2 separate regions of the Mus musculus genome follow, and region 2 is linked to region 1. The links are chromatin contacts, called in public promoter capture Hi-C maps. All regions are on one chromosome and are shown on one strand. The core of a region is the stretch at or near the end of the contact, and the rest is flanking DNA. Distances in the headings are between cores, read along the strand shown. Region 1 overlaps Cutal (cutA divalent cation tolerance homolog-like). Region 2 overlaps Cntrl (centriolin).

Region 1 (6,358 bases), core at 2,309-4,808:
TCCTTTTTCCTTCCCCTTCTTCGTCCCTCCATTAGCCCTTCCCTCCATTTCTTCTCTCCTCTTGCTTTTCTTGTTATGCTGGAGACCAAACCCCAAGGCTTGCATGTTAGGCAAGCAAGCATTCCACAGCTGAGCATAAGCCTCTAGAGCAGTGGTTCTCAGCCTTCCTAATGCTACGACCCTTTAATACAGCTCCTCATGTTGTGGTGACCCCCAACCATAATTTTTTTTTCGAGACAGGGTTTCTCTGTATAGCTCTGGCTGTTCTGGGACTCACTCTGTAGACTAGGCTGGCCTCAAATTCAGAAATCCGCCTGCCTCTGCCTCTCAAGTGCTGGAATTAAAGGCGTGCACCACCACGCCCGGCTTCATAAAATTATTTCATTGCCATTTTATAACTGTAATTTTGATACTGTTATGAATCATATTATCTGATATACAGGATATCTGATTTGCAACTCCCCTACAAAGGGATGGAGAGCTATAGTTGAGAGCTATTGCTTTAGAGACATATGAAAGATTCAGAAATTTGGGCCTTACCCTCACTCAGAGAGACTAATTCAACACACTAGGCTGAAGCTTAGAGATCAAAATTAAAGCCAAGTTAAAGAGCCATGCTCAATACGGTGTCAGAGCAACCGAGCAAAGGCCATGAATGCAAATTCGGAGGGCTAGCTGCAGAGTTCTATAATTTGAGCGTGTCCCCAGAATTCCTGTGCTGGGAATCTAATTCCATAAATCATATTAATGAATTTGGACACCATGACATTTCCCTTCTTTCTCTAAATGCAGTTTTGGGGGTTCGTTTTTTGTTCTTGTTTTTGTTTTGCTTTCCTTGGGTGACATAAACTGATAAATCACTGAATGTAAGTCAGCTATGAGGTGCAGATTAAATATTCTCTGACAGGTCACCATTTGCTCCTTGCTCTCTCAATCAACCTTAACACCCCCAACTCCCCACCACTGGCCTTGGCAAAACTCACAGAGAAGAGGTCTTCGGCAAGATGTTCACAGACGAAGCCATCTTCTTATCCAGGATGGCCCTAGAGCAGAGAGAAGAAGACCACTGGAGCAAGTCCAAAGCTTTAAGAGATTGGATGGGAATTGCCCGGGATATCTGAGTCTAAGGACGCAAGCATGCAGAGTGCCCCTCCTCCACTAAAATGTGTCCCAAGAATTCTCATGTGGACAACCTAATCCTCGAAGTTTAATGCTAATGAGGCTGTAGGTGAGGACACGGGTTTTCCTGCCTGAGACGCATACCTGTGTACCTGCTCAGAGAAGGCAGCTCTCCTCTCTACCTTACTAGGCAAGAGACTGGCTTAGTCAGTGGTATCTAACCTTGTTCACTACTGAAAGCTCCTTTCATAATGCTACACCTAACCCTGCCACACACCCAGCTGACCTGTAGATCCCCATGTGACTGACCATAAAGAACACATACAACTCCAAGCAGAAACACATTATTCAGTGGTTCAGTGGCTGTTTTGACAAGTAGAAGGTCTTTTTCAAGTTTTTTTTTTTTTTTTCTGTTTTAAAGGTTTCTTACCACAACTTCAAGAGCTTGGACCCAGAACAAAAACTATATCTGAGCCTTACTCACGGGTCCTTCCTTCTCTCTGCTGTTCCAAGGAGATGGTTGTGAAGTGGAAATTCCTGGTTTCTTTGGAAAGTCAGTTATGTTAAAAGATGTTCTGCTGGGGCACACAGGTGAAAGGATGTTTTGCTATAGCAGACACATGAAAGAATGCATGATGTTCATGAGGGATGTAAATGTGACCCCTTGGACACTGCTAGCCCCAGCACTGGTTTGCTTTGCTCCGCCTCCCTATACCTCGCTATTCTATGCATGCATTGGTTCTCCTTTCATTGTGTTGCTGAGCTCCAGTTGCAGTGATGCCATAGAGAGAAGCTTGCCAAAGAACTTCTCCTGAGGTTTCTGTGGCTTCTTGATGCTTCTGCAGCCTCAGGCTGGTTGGTGAGCCCTTGTTGGTTCGTATGTGGTGTCTGCTGACGGGACTGGACTGCAGCTGCTGGCTGGTTCATGTTTGGTGTTAGCAATGGACTGAACTCCTGATACCCTGACAGCGAAGATTGGACTCACCCCCAAAGAACTATTTCTAAGCAGGTCTATTTCCCCCGTGTCCTGATAACCTTTTTTTTCCACTACCTCAGGTGGGTGATGGGCTAGGAGGAAGGTTGACCGCTTATTAAAGTAGATGAGAAAAAATTATGCCTACAGAGCTGTTTTCCTTTCTCTGTCCTTGAACTCAGGCTAAGAGTATTGAACTTAAAATGTCATGCTAGGATCACCTCATCACCATCTACCATTTGTGGCTGCTTTGGAAAATCACCAGTGTACCACACATAAAACAGATCTGTTCACACAACCTCATCAAGGCTTACCCGCTCAATTGCCCACTGGAATTTTTCATTTTTTGGTGGCATACAAACATGAGAGAGAGAGAGAGAGAGAGAGAGAGAGAGAGAGAGAGAGAGCTACCCATCTGTTGCATGTCCTTCACAGTCTCTTAGGAATGTGAGCTTCCCTGCCTCTGATTACAGCCATCTGCACTCAAAACCATAGAGCTTTTTTATGCAAAGAAAAAGAAAGAGAGAGAGAGAGAGAGAACGGAAAGAAGGAAGAAAGAAAAAACTGCAGCTGCAGGGAGAGGGGGAAGAGAGAGAGAGGAAGAGGGAGAGAGAGGGAGGAAGGAAGGAAGGAAGGAAGGAAGGAAGGAAGGAAGGAAGGAAGGAAGGAAGGAAGGAAGGAAAAACCACAGCTGCAGGGGGGAGCGAGAGAGAGAGAGAGAGGAAAAAAGAAGAGGAGGAGGAGAGAGAAGAGGAAAGAGAGGAGGAGGGGAAGGAGAAAGAGGAGGAGAAAAAGGAGGAGGGGGAGAAGGAAAAGGAGGAGGGGAGAAGAAGGGGGAGAAGGAAGGGAAGAAGGACAGGGAGAAGGAGGGGGAGAAGGACAGAGAGGAAGAGAAGGAAGAGCAGTAGGCTAGCTGAACTCCATCTCAGACAGAGCATGTGCACATACACTGCAGACCACAGAGCCATGCCCACTAAAGCTCAGGCCCTCAGAAACTTCAGGAGGAAGAGAGCCAGGCACACAGAGGTCACAGATAAGGTCCATGGTCTGACCCTCTGGGCATTTACAAAATCTTGACTTTGTTACCAATATTTAATACCAGGGTATTTTTATATTCACAAGAACACAGATTATCTGGATCCTCAATTCCAAATGGATCTTAGCACCTTGAACATCTATCCAACTGAGCTGAGTACTACCTCCTGCCTATCTCCAAGCAGGGGCGTTTCGGGCAGGAAAGCCCAGCAGAGCCCAGGCCTATCTTCTGCAGGCCCAGGGTCAGTCATTCCCACAGCACACCGAGCCGCCCTCAGAGCAGCCTCCTCACAGCTGCTCCTCTGTGTCCTGAGAGGCTCTGTGTGTGTTTACAGGATATGCAGGTCTGAGGGTGGTGGGTTGATACCTGCCCTTCTGTCGCTGTAACTGAATGTCACAGAGTAGACGTGACACATGATTCCTGAGTCAACACCCTCCCTTTCCTCCTTCTCCCAGCATCCAGGAAGGACAAAGGTTGCCGTCTGCCATCCTCTTTCATCATATACCCTAGGCCAATTTGTCAATCTGTCTGCTAAGCATTTGTGACTGTAACCCTAATCTCCAATATTCTTCCATAATAAAACAAGAAGAGAAGGGGGAAGTCCCACTTGTTCTCTTCAGAGACATATTTATAGACAGATAAGATGGGGTTTGGGACACATTTATTGAGCACCCGCTTTATTCCATCTCCTGGGGGAGGGGGGTGTTGTACCTGTTTCACATCATGTAATTGCAACTACAACACTGTGAGGTAGGTAGGTAGCATAATGCCATCTTGTAACTCAGCATTTCAGTACTTACCTAACATGTTCAAGGTTCTAAGGTCCATCGTCCTGCAACTCCTGTCCTCCACCCCAAAGTCACATAAATAGAATTGGCACAGCCAACATTAAAACTATGGTGTAATTATAAACCCAGTGGTGCTCTTCCCAGATCACCACAGTCATTTCTAGAAAAATACCCAATATATGGACAGCCTCTTCCTTAATTGAGCTACAGGGATGAGAAAGAGGTTGGACCAGCAATTGGGAGATTTGGATCTCCCCAGGAGGCTTCACGGTCTCTTACTACCTTGAGCAAGCCACCTCTCTTTGTGGGTCTCATGTTCCTTCTCTAACCATCAACTACTAAACATTCTCTATCATGGCATGGGAGGGTCAGCCCTGGGGTCAGTCCGAACAGGATGGTGTAGTGGGTTCCTCATGCCACCGTAAGCAGAAACTATGGAGTTCTTTGTATGGAACGGGCTGTGAAAAGCAAGAGAAGGGTTGCAGTGTGGCCCTTAGAGAGCACCCTGGTAGCTTCCCACACATTTAGGGGGTGACACCTAGCCCCTATGTGCACTATACCTGGCGATGTCTCTGGCAATTTGCTCATTGGGACAGTTGACAAAAACGATGGAATAAGAGCCAGAGACATAGATCCCAGTGAGGGAAGAGTGGAGCCAGAGGCTAAAGGTCCTGAGCACGGGATACATCAGAACAGCTGTCAGGATCTACATGGTAGAAAAGAAAAACACAGCGTCAATGACTCCTGGCTCCACCAGACAAACTGTTTTGTCACCCCCCCCCCCATTCACAAAATGATTCCTGAGATCTGAGATCGGCTTTAGTGCTCCATGCATTCAGTCCCTGGGAATGGGGAGCTAGTTCAGTCTGACAAAGTGTTTTCCAAGTGGCTTGAAGACCTAAGTAGATCCCACAAGCCACGGGAAAAATTAGGGTTGGTGACCCATGCTTGCAATCTGAGCACGGAAGGTGCAGAGTCAGGCAGGTCCCCGAGGCTCACTGGACAGCCGGCATACTTGTGGCCCCCCCATATATCATGCTCTAGGCCAATGGGAGACTCCATCTCAAAAAACAAAGTTAGGAACAATGCAGGCTCTGTCAGAGGACATAGGTTCAATTCTCAGCACCCACACAGTGGCTCACAACCATCTATATCTCAAGTTCCAGGGAAGCTGACACCCTCTTCTAACTTTCAAAGGCACCACGCTCACATGTGGTGTAAGCCAAACACCCATACATATTAAATAAGGAAAGAACAATATAAAAGGCTCCTGAGGAGTGATATGCTAAGGTTGACTTCTGACACACATACATGCAATGTGTGTGCATACACGCACACAAACACACTGTTCATGCCTAGATGTTTTCCTCTGCAACAAAGGGGGGGAAATGGAGGATCACAAATCAATGAAGCAAAAAAAAAAAAAAAAACAAACAAACAAAAAACAAAAACAAAAACAAAAAAACAAAAAACCCTGCTCAAAACTCTAGCTTTTGTTGAAGGCAGAAATTGAGCTCCAGTCTGGGTGGTTTCAAATCCAGTTTGATTGCACAAAAAACAGTCACTGCAGGGAACTGTAGCTGTCATTCACTGAACAGTGAGCATCCTGGGAAGATTATTTTGAATGGTAAGCACTTATCTCTCCCGATGTTTTAGTGAATTAATTTCACTTGTGTTCATTTACCTGTATCAGGTGTTGTGCGTAGCTTAGATGCACACATTCCAGTTTTAAAATTATGCAATACATGCTACCAAGACGGATGATTAGAAGGAGCAAGAGGAAGATGTGGGGATGGGGTGCAAACAGGTTTGACTGAGAAGATACTTTCTCTATCAGTTGCTTTTCTCATTGTCACGATGAGACTTACACTTGGCTTACAGTTTGAGAAGCTGGCGAAGGCAGAGCAGACAGCCGTGCTGTGGTGTGAGGCAGTTACTCACATTTTATCTTGTCAAGAAGCAGAGAACCAGCCAGAGGCCAGCCAGGCCCTAAACCATATGTTCCCAGCATCCAACTTCCTCTACTTAACAGCCACTACCTAAAAACCTCACAATGTCCAAAGCCACACCATCTGCTGGGAAACAAGTGTTCAAACACATGAGTCTACCCAAGACATTTCATATTCAACTCAGAACATTCTGTGCCTGGCCCCATAGATTCATGGCTAGCCATATTGCAAATCTATTCAATCTATCTTGAGAAGTTCTCGTAGTCTTATGGTTCCAACACTACTCAGAAATTCAATGTCAGGAGACTCAAGGCAATGTCCTGGCTGTGAGCCCCTGTACCTTAAAAAAACTTTATACAATTCCCTAATATGAACATTCTCATTCCCCAAGGAATGATGTCTACCATGGAGAACTGAGCCAAAGTGCCACCAAAACCCAGCAGGACAGACACAGGTCCAGCAGGGATGACTTTGGTGCCTCAGTGGACTCAGC
Region 2 (6,358 bases), core at 2,546-5,045, 290 kb before region 1:
CTTCAAAAATCCTCTCTTTTGTGGTAAACGGGAAGTTCTCTTTCAAGCTTTCCAACTCTCTTAAGTTTTCATTTCTTTCCAAAATAGACGCTAGATCTGCTGGAAGTTCTGGAAGGAACTGGTTGAGGTTCCTCAGACTGGTTCTGATTTCGTCTTTCACCTCCGACTTCAGCGTCCTCATTGCGTCACTGACCTCCATCTGCCTCCTCTCCAAGTCTTTCTGGTTTGCTACCTAAGCAGGGTGGTGGGGTCAAACATCAGGACTTAGAACTGAGTCGCTTAGTGCGTCTTACCTGGAAGATCACACACCCTGGACAGGCTCAGTTAGTACACGCAGTTCTTGATTTGCAAGCATCAGGACCCGAGTTCAATCCTCAGAACCCACAAGGCTGGGTGAGGGACCATGCTTGTCATTCCAGGACTAGGGAGGTAGAGGCAGGTCAGTCTTTGGGGCTCACTGGCCAGCCAGCCTAGCCTAGCAGTGAGCTTAAGTTTCAGTGAGAGTCCCTGTCGCAAGGCAGTAGAACAATTAGAGGAAGATATCGAGTGCTCTTCCCTGGCTCTCTACATGAACCATTTAAGTGCATGCAACACCCACACTCACAGCAAACAATCAACAGAAACAGCTGGGGAGAAGGTTCCATTAGTGCAGTGCTTGCTGGGCACGAGGACTAGAGTTGGATTTCCAGCTTTCCCATAAAAGCTAGTATAGTGGCATGTGCCTGTACCTCCGTGCTAGGGCATAAAGACAGGTTCGTGGATGGGGCATATCCTAATTGGTAAGCCTCAGGTCCCAGTGAGAGCTAGTGAGTTAGTTAGTTTTATGTCAGCTTAACACAAGCTATAGTCATTTGGGAAAAGGGCCTCTCAATTGAGAAGATGCCTCCCTAAGACTGGCCTATAGGTGAGTGCATCAGGCGGTTTCATGACTGCTGACTGATGTGTGTGTGGGGAGGAGGGGGTCCCACAGACTGTGGCGGGGCCACTCCTAGGCTGATGGTCCCGAGTTGTACAAGAAAGCAGTCTGAGCAGGCCATGAGAAGAACGCTAGTAAGCAGCTTCCTGCCAGTAAGCAGAGTTCCTCCAAGTTCCTCCAAGGCATGCTTCACTTCCTGTCCTGATGAAGTGTGGCCTGAGGGCTGCGAGCTGAAATTAACCCCTTCCTTCCCAAGGTGCTTTTGGTCATGGTCTTTTAGCATAGCAACAGAAACTCTAAGATGGGAATCTTGTCAAAAAGCAAGGTGGACATCTGAGGAATGGCGCCTGCGTGTGATCTTTGCCCTCCACATGTATGTGTACAGATGTATATTGCTACAGACAAGGGCATGGGTGCGCATGCACACACACAACACAAAAAGTCAGCCAGTAAACTTGCAAGCATGAAGACCTGAGCTCAAGCCCCAGAACACACATAACCGTGCTGGGCATGGGGGCTCACTGCAGGCCAGTCCATCTAAACACATGCTGGCATTCCTGAGAATGAGAGCCAAGGCTCCTCCCACTCCCACACACATATCCACCAGCACACTCAGGTCCTGGGCCTGCACACCCACTTAAAGCCAGTCAGCTGAGCTGGCTTAGCAGGTAAGGCACTTGTTAATAAGCCTCACACCGAACTGAATCCTCAGAGCCCAGTTCACGAGCAGAACGGCCTCCCACAAGTTGTCTTCTGACCTCCTCATGCTCACCACGGTGTGGGCGCACACACGTACACATTCACACATAACCATAAATCTGTAAATAAATAAGATCACTTTAAAACGCTAGTTCATGGGCTGGTGAGATGGCTCAGTGGGTAAGAGCACCCGACTACTCTTTCGAAGGTCCGAAGTTCAAATCCCAGCAACCACATGCTAGCTCACAACCATCCGTAATGAAATCTGACTCCCTCTTCTGGAGTGTCTGAAGACAGCTACAGTGTACTTACATATAATAAAAATAAATAAATCTTTTTTAAAAAAAAGCTAGTTCATTTAATTTTAAGAGTAGATTTTCAACCAATTCTTTTTCCTTAAGTTTATGTCTAAATTTTAAGGCTAAGAAAAAAATTAACTTGAAGAACACTCTTTACAGTCAGCTTTCACAAGTCCCACATTCCTGTTAAAGAGATACTGACAACAATAAACCCTGCCTGTGCCCGCACAGTGGCCCGGGCTGGTCAGCTGGGGTTCTGGGGTGCACACCTGTTTCTTGAGTTCCAGGTACTCCTGCTGCATCTGGCTCAGCTCCTTCATGAGGCGCCTGGCCCTCTCGTGGTTGTCCTGGGCCACCAGCTCAATTGTAGCCATTTCCTTTTGCATGCAGCTGTTCTCCTGCTTCTGCTCCTAGCATGCAGGGAGGCAAAGGACTTTGCAGACACACACGGGTTCCACACTCACCAGCAATGTAAAGACCTCAGTTTCTACAACTGTGAAATGGAGCATTCTGGAGGCAGGTGTAGTGTGACTGGGAGAATTTGAATCCAGTGTTTGAAGCCAAATCTTTAGCAGTACCTCTGACAAGTCACCTTCCCCTCCCTCAGCCCCATCAGTGACCCATGAAAGGGCAACATCCTTCAGGGGCTGTAGGGATTATCATTTATTGATTTGAGACAGGGTCTCACTGTGTAGCTCTGGTTGGCCTGGAACTCACTGTAAGACCAGGCTGGCCTCGAACTCACAGAGATCCTCCAGCCTCTGGTTTTGAGTCTGGGATTAGAGGACTGGGCCACCATGGCCAGCTTAAATCTATCTTTCCGATCATCCTGCCCAAGTCCTAGTTAAAGCACACCACCTTCTGATAACGCATCAGATTTCCTTCATACAGCAGTTCTACTAGTCCCTCCAGAGAGCGCTGGAAACAGCCACTCCTGGAAACACTGTGCACACTGCTCTGACTGATGTCATCACCACCCCACCCCTTAGGTCATGGGTAAAAGCATGGTAGACCAGGCTTCCTGGTTTTAACGCTTGATAAAAATTAATGCTGAACAAAAAGGGCAGATTGCCACAAACAGGCTGCCTGAGGCTCTGCAAAGGTGCCTACCAACCCAATGCCTAGAGCCTGCAGTGGGCTGAGCAGAGGGCAGAGCTCCCTACTGTGCTGTGCTGTCCACAGGATGGCTGCTGGCAGCCAAGACTCACTGTGTGCTTCAACAATCAATTATGACAAAATACACCAATAATAACCACTGGGGTAGGGCCTGGGTTGATGGATGATTTATTTTCTTCATAATGAAGCTGTGTATAAGAAAAATGCATGTGTCAAGTCGGGTAAACGTATTGATTTCCCTACACTCCCAGGGCAGCAAACACTCACCAGGAGGTTTTTCTCCAGCTGACTGCGCTGGATCTTCAGTGCTTCCTTTAGCCCGGCCACCTGCTTCTCTGCCTTCTTCCTTTCTGTTAAGAACTGGTTCCTCAGGAGGCTGAAGTCGGCCCTCATATCGTCAGCCTCTTTCTGCAGGGCCAGCAGCTCACCTGACTTGGCCATTAGCTGCTGCTCCCGTTCTGAAAGCTGCTGTTCTGGAATGTGAGTGTGCACACTTAGTAGGGTTGGCCGTGGCCCTGGGCCAGCTGTGGGCAGAGCCCTGTGCTCCTTAGTGCAGGCTGCCTGTTAGTGAGTGGAATGTTCCCTACTCTGCTGTTTCCCTCTAGTACTGGCTCGCACAAGTCTGCGGCCTACTCCACAGGCTCAAGAAAGTTTCGCCAAGGGAGAGCAAACTGACTCCAAAGTAAATCCAACTCTAGCTTAGCTCATGCATTCAACCTTCGGCTGCTGACACTGTGTTTCCCAATAGCTGAGGTCACTACTCCCAAATAACTTGTCCTTCAGAGACTCTAACATCCCACTGTAATGTCCTGCTTTCCTGTGCACGGTTCAAGGGCACGAAGAGACACATTGGCCAGTCTCAGGGTCAAACTTCACCATAAAGATACATTCGCCCTACCTCCCTGCGTCCTTGGCCATCCTTCCCAGGGCTGTTGCCTTCCTTCCTGCTTTGGCTCTCCTGCCTCCTCCTGGGGTGGCCAGGTCTGGGTCTTCCTCACATACTTCACCAGACGACCAGGACAGCCCCGCTCCCACCCTTCCCTGGATGGTGGCCGTGGACTTACTGGCCTGGGACAGCATCCTCTCCAGGCCCTCAATGCGCCGCTCCTCTTCCTGCAGGGTTCCCAGGCGTCCTTCAGCTGCCGACACGTCTGTGAGCAGCTGCTTCAGCCTGCTTTTCTGGTCCGTCAGCTCCTTCTCCAGCTGCCTCTGCTGCTGCTCCAGCGTCACTTTACCAGCCTCGAACTTCTGCTCCTCACGTTCTCTTTCTTTCTGGAGTTTTTGAAACATCTGAATAGAGAGACAATAACCTGAGTCGATCATTAAAAGAACAAATGTCCCAGATGATCCTCAGATTCCAGTTCCAAAGAGAGAAGCGCTTACAGAGAAGGGGAGACAGACAGACAGACAGACAGACAGACAGAACAAATGCCAGTGCCTCTGTAACGATGAAGCCACCTGGCCACTGTGAGAAGATACAGGTCGCTAATTAACTAGCATGTGGCCACTAAGCTCTTTACAGGATGAGTGCTGGATGACTTAACAACCTATCAGTTATATTAACCAAAGAGTCCCAGAGAAGGTGCACATGGGCAGTGTGACCTGGGTGGGGAGGTGGGAAGCCCAGAGCCCCGGGAAGCGAGTACCCCTCTGAGCACAGTACCATCTCCTGCTGGTCCAGCCGGAGCTTGCTCTCTCTGATCTCATCCTGGAGCTGCTGGACTTGCTGTTCCTTTGTCTCCGTCTCTTTCTGGCAGCTCTCTAACCTGGCCATCCATTTGCTGATGTCCTCCTGCAGCTGCGTCTGCTCATTGAGCAACTCGTTCTGGCACTTGGTGGTGTGGATCAGGTCCTTTAGGCAAAAGAACACACGGAAACACCTCACAGAGCCACTTCCTAAGGTGACGGTGTCAGTCCAGAGCCCACCAAGTCTGAAAAGTGCCACCTCCTTTATCCTCTCAGCAAACTTAGAGGAAGGTACCCAGGACTAGAAGTTAATTCCTGGCTTTCCTTGTCTTAGCGCCTAACAAGTAGATGGTGAGACCACAGTGAGAGCTTCCCGGCCTTGCCACCGAGGCAGGAATAAACGCTGCTCTGCAAGTAACCCAGGGCTGTCGAGAAAATGAAGGTGCTGGACTCAAGAATTAATCTGCCTTTGTTACTGTATCAAATATTCAGACAAGTTCAAAACTTAGAAAAAATTCTGAAAAAATTTTAACACAGAGAAATTTAAGAATCTAACATCTTGGGGGCTGGAGAGGTGGCTCAGTGGTTAAGAGCACTGACTGTTCTTCCAGGGGTTCTGAGTTCAATTCCCAGCAACCACATGGTGGCTCACAACCATCTGTAATGGGATCCTATACCCTCTTCTGGTGTGCCTGAAGACAAGGACAGTATACCCACATACATGAAATAAATAAATAAATCTTTAAAAAAAGACTGACATCTTAAAAGTAAACAGGTTTTTGTTCTAAAAGTTTTATGTCTTAGAAACACAGAACCCTGGAGGTACAGAAGAAAGATTAGGTGTTTCATCTCATTTGCTTGAAGTCCTCTGAAACACAAACTGTAGCCCTATTCTCACAGGCTGACTCAGAGTCACCTAGAGCAAGGTCATCAGAAGCACAGGGCCACAGCTGCTCTAGTCAACACCTGACCAGACCCTGCTCTGAATGGACAGCTGCTCTGCACACGGATCCCTACATCCCAGCATCCTCGGTAAGGCTTCTTTGAACTGCTGTTTGACTTTGGTCTAACTACTACCTTACTTCTTCTTAGCTTTGAGTAAATGAATCAAGAGCTGAAATAGATCAGAGAACCACCTAAGGACCAAAGCCTTATCTGAAGGCTGTGCTGGGTAAGGAGGCCCTCTGGTGCTGTGTGAGGGAGTGTGGGTGGTCTATGGGGCTGTGTAGACGACCTTATGATGCTGTGTGAGGAGCCCTATGAGGCTGCAGTGCGAACTGTAAAAAGCCAATTATATTTTGAGCCTTACCTGCTTTGCTAGGTCCAAATGGTCTTGGGTGCTATCCAGTTCCTCCTGCAGAGAGTTTATGGCTTCCTGTTTACCTACCAAAACATTTTCATAAAATGCTATTTGCAAGTATACATATAGCATATATGTTTACATACTGGATCCCCCTTCAAAGTACATTGGAACTGAATTTACATTTGTTTCTGTTAAATCAATGATGCCAAAAGACATCAAGGTTATATATATAACCTTGTGGGATTTAAAAAGGTTTCTATATTAAAGAATCTCATAAACATTTAACTAATAATGTTGGTGAGATGCATGGTTTAAAAACAAGTATATTTGGCCGGGCGT

The links. Capture Hi-C pulls out chosen DNA fragments and counts their contacts.
Region 2: a promoter capture Hi-C map of liver shows a contact between it and region 1. The contact joins two enhancer-like sites. A contact is called at or near these places in 1 of 39 promoter capture datasets (neural stem cells), 1 of 115 datasets of contacts at active chromatin or transcription factors (embryonic stem cells) and 4 of 9 other capture datasets (adipose tissue, embryonic stem cells, liver and 1 more).

Annotation. Positions count from the first base shown.
Region 1 is chr2:34,880,556-34,886,913 of GRCm38.p6, reverse strand. It overlaps Cutal (cutA divalent cation tolerance homolog-like), which reads right to left. Exons shown (of 6, transcript NM_030021.3): 2 at 4,477-4,622; 3 at 984-1,043. Among named protein-coding and RNA genes, the nearest start is that of Cutal, 9.3 kb to the right of the region's middle. Within about 2 kb of position 3,558, at least 15 of the 459 cell types and tissues checked have an H3K27ac peak or open chromatin away from gene starts, as enhancers often do. A contact at or near this core is called in liver, where this site is marked.
Region 2 is chr2:35,168,983-35,175,340 of GRCm38.p6, reverse strand. It overlaps Cntrl (centriolin), which reads right to left. Exons shown (of 44, transcript NM_001379274.1): 35 at 6,026-6,099; 36 at 4,694-4,882; 37 at 4,095-4,320; 38 at 3,298-3,503; 39 at 2,184-2,324; 40 at 1-232. Among named protein-coding and RNA genes, the nearest start is that of Rab14, 29 kb to the left of the region's middle. Within about 2 kb of position 3,795, at least 42 of the 459 cell types and tissues checked have an H3K27ac peak or open chromatin away from gene starts, as enhancers often do. A contact at or near this core is called in liver, where this site is marked.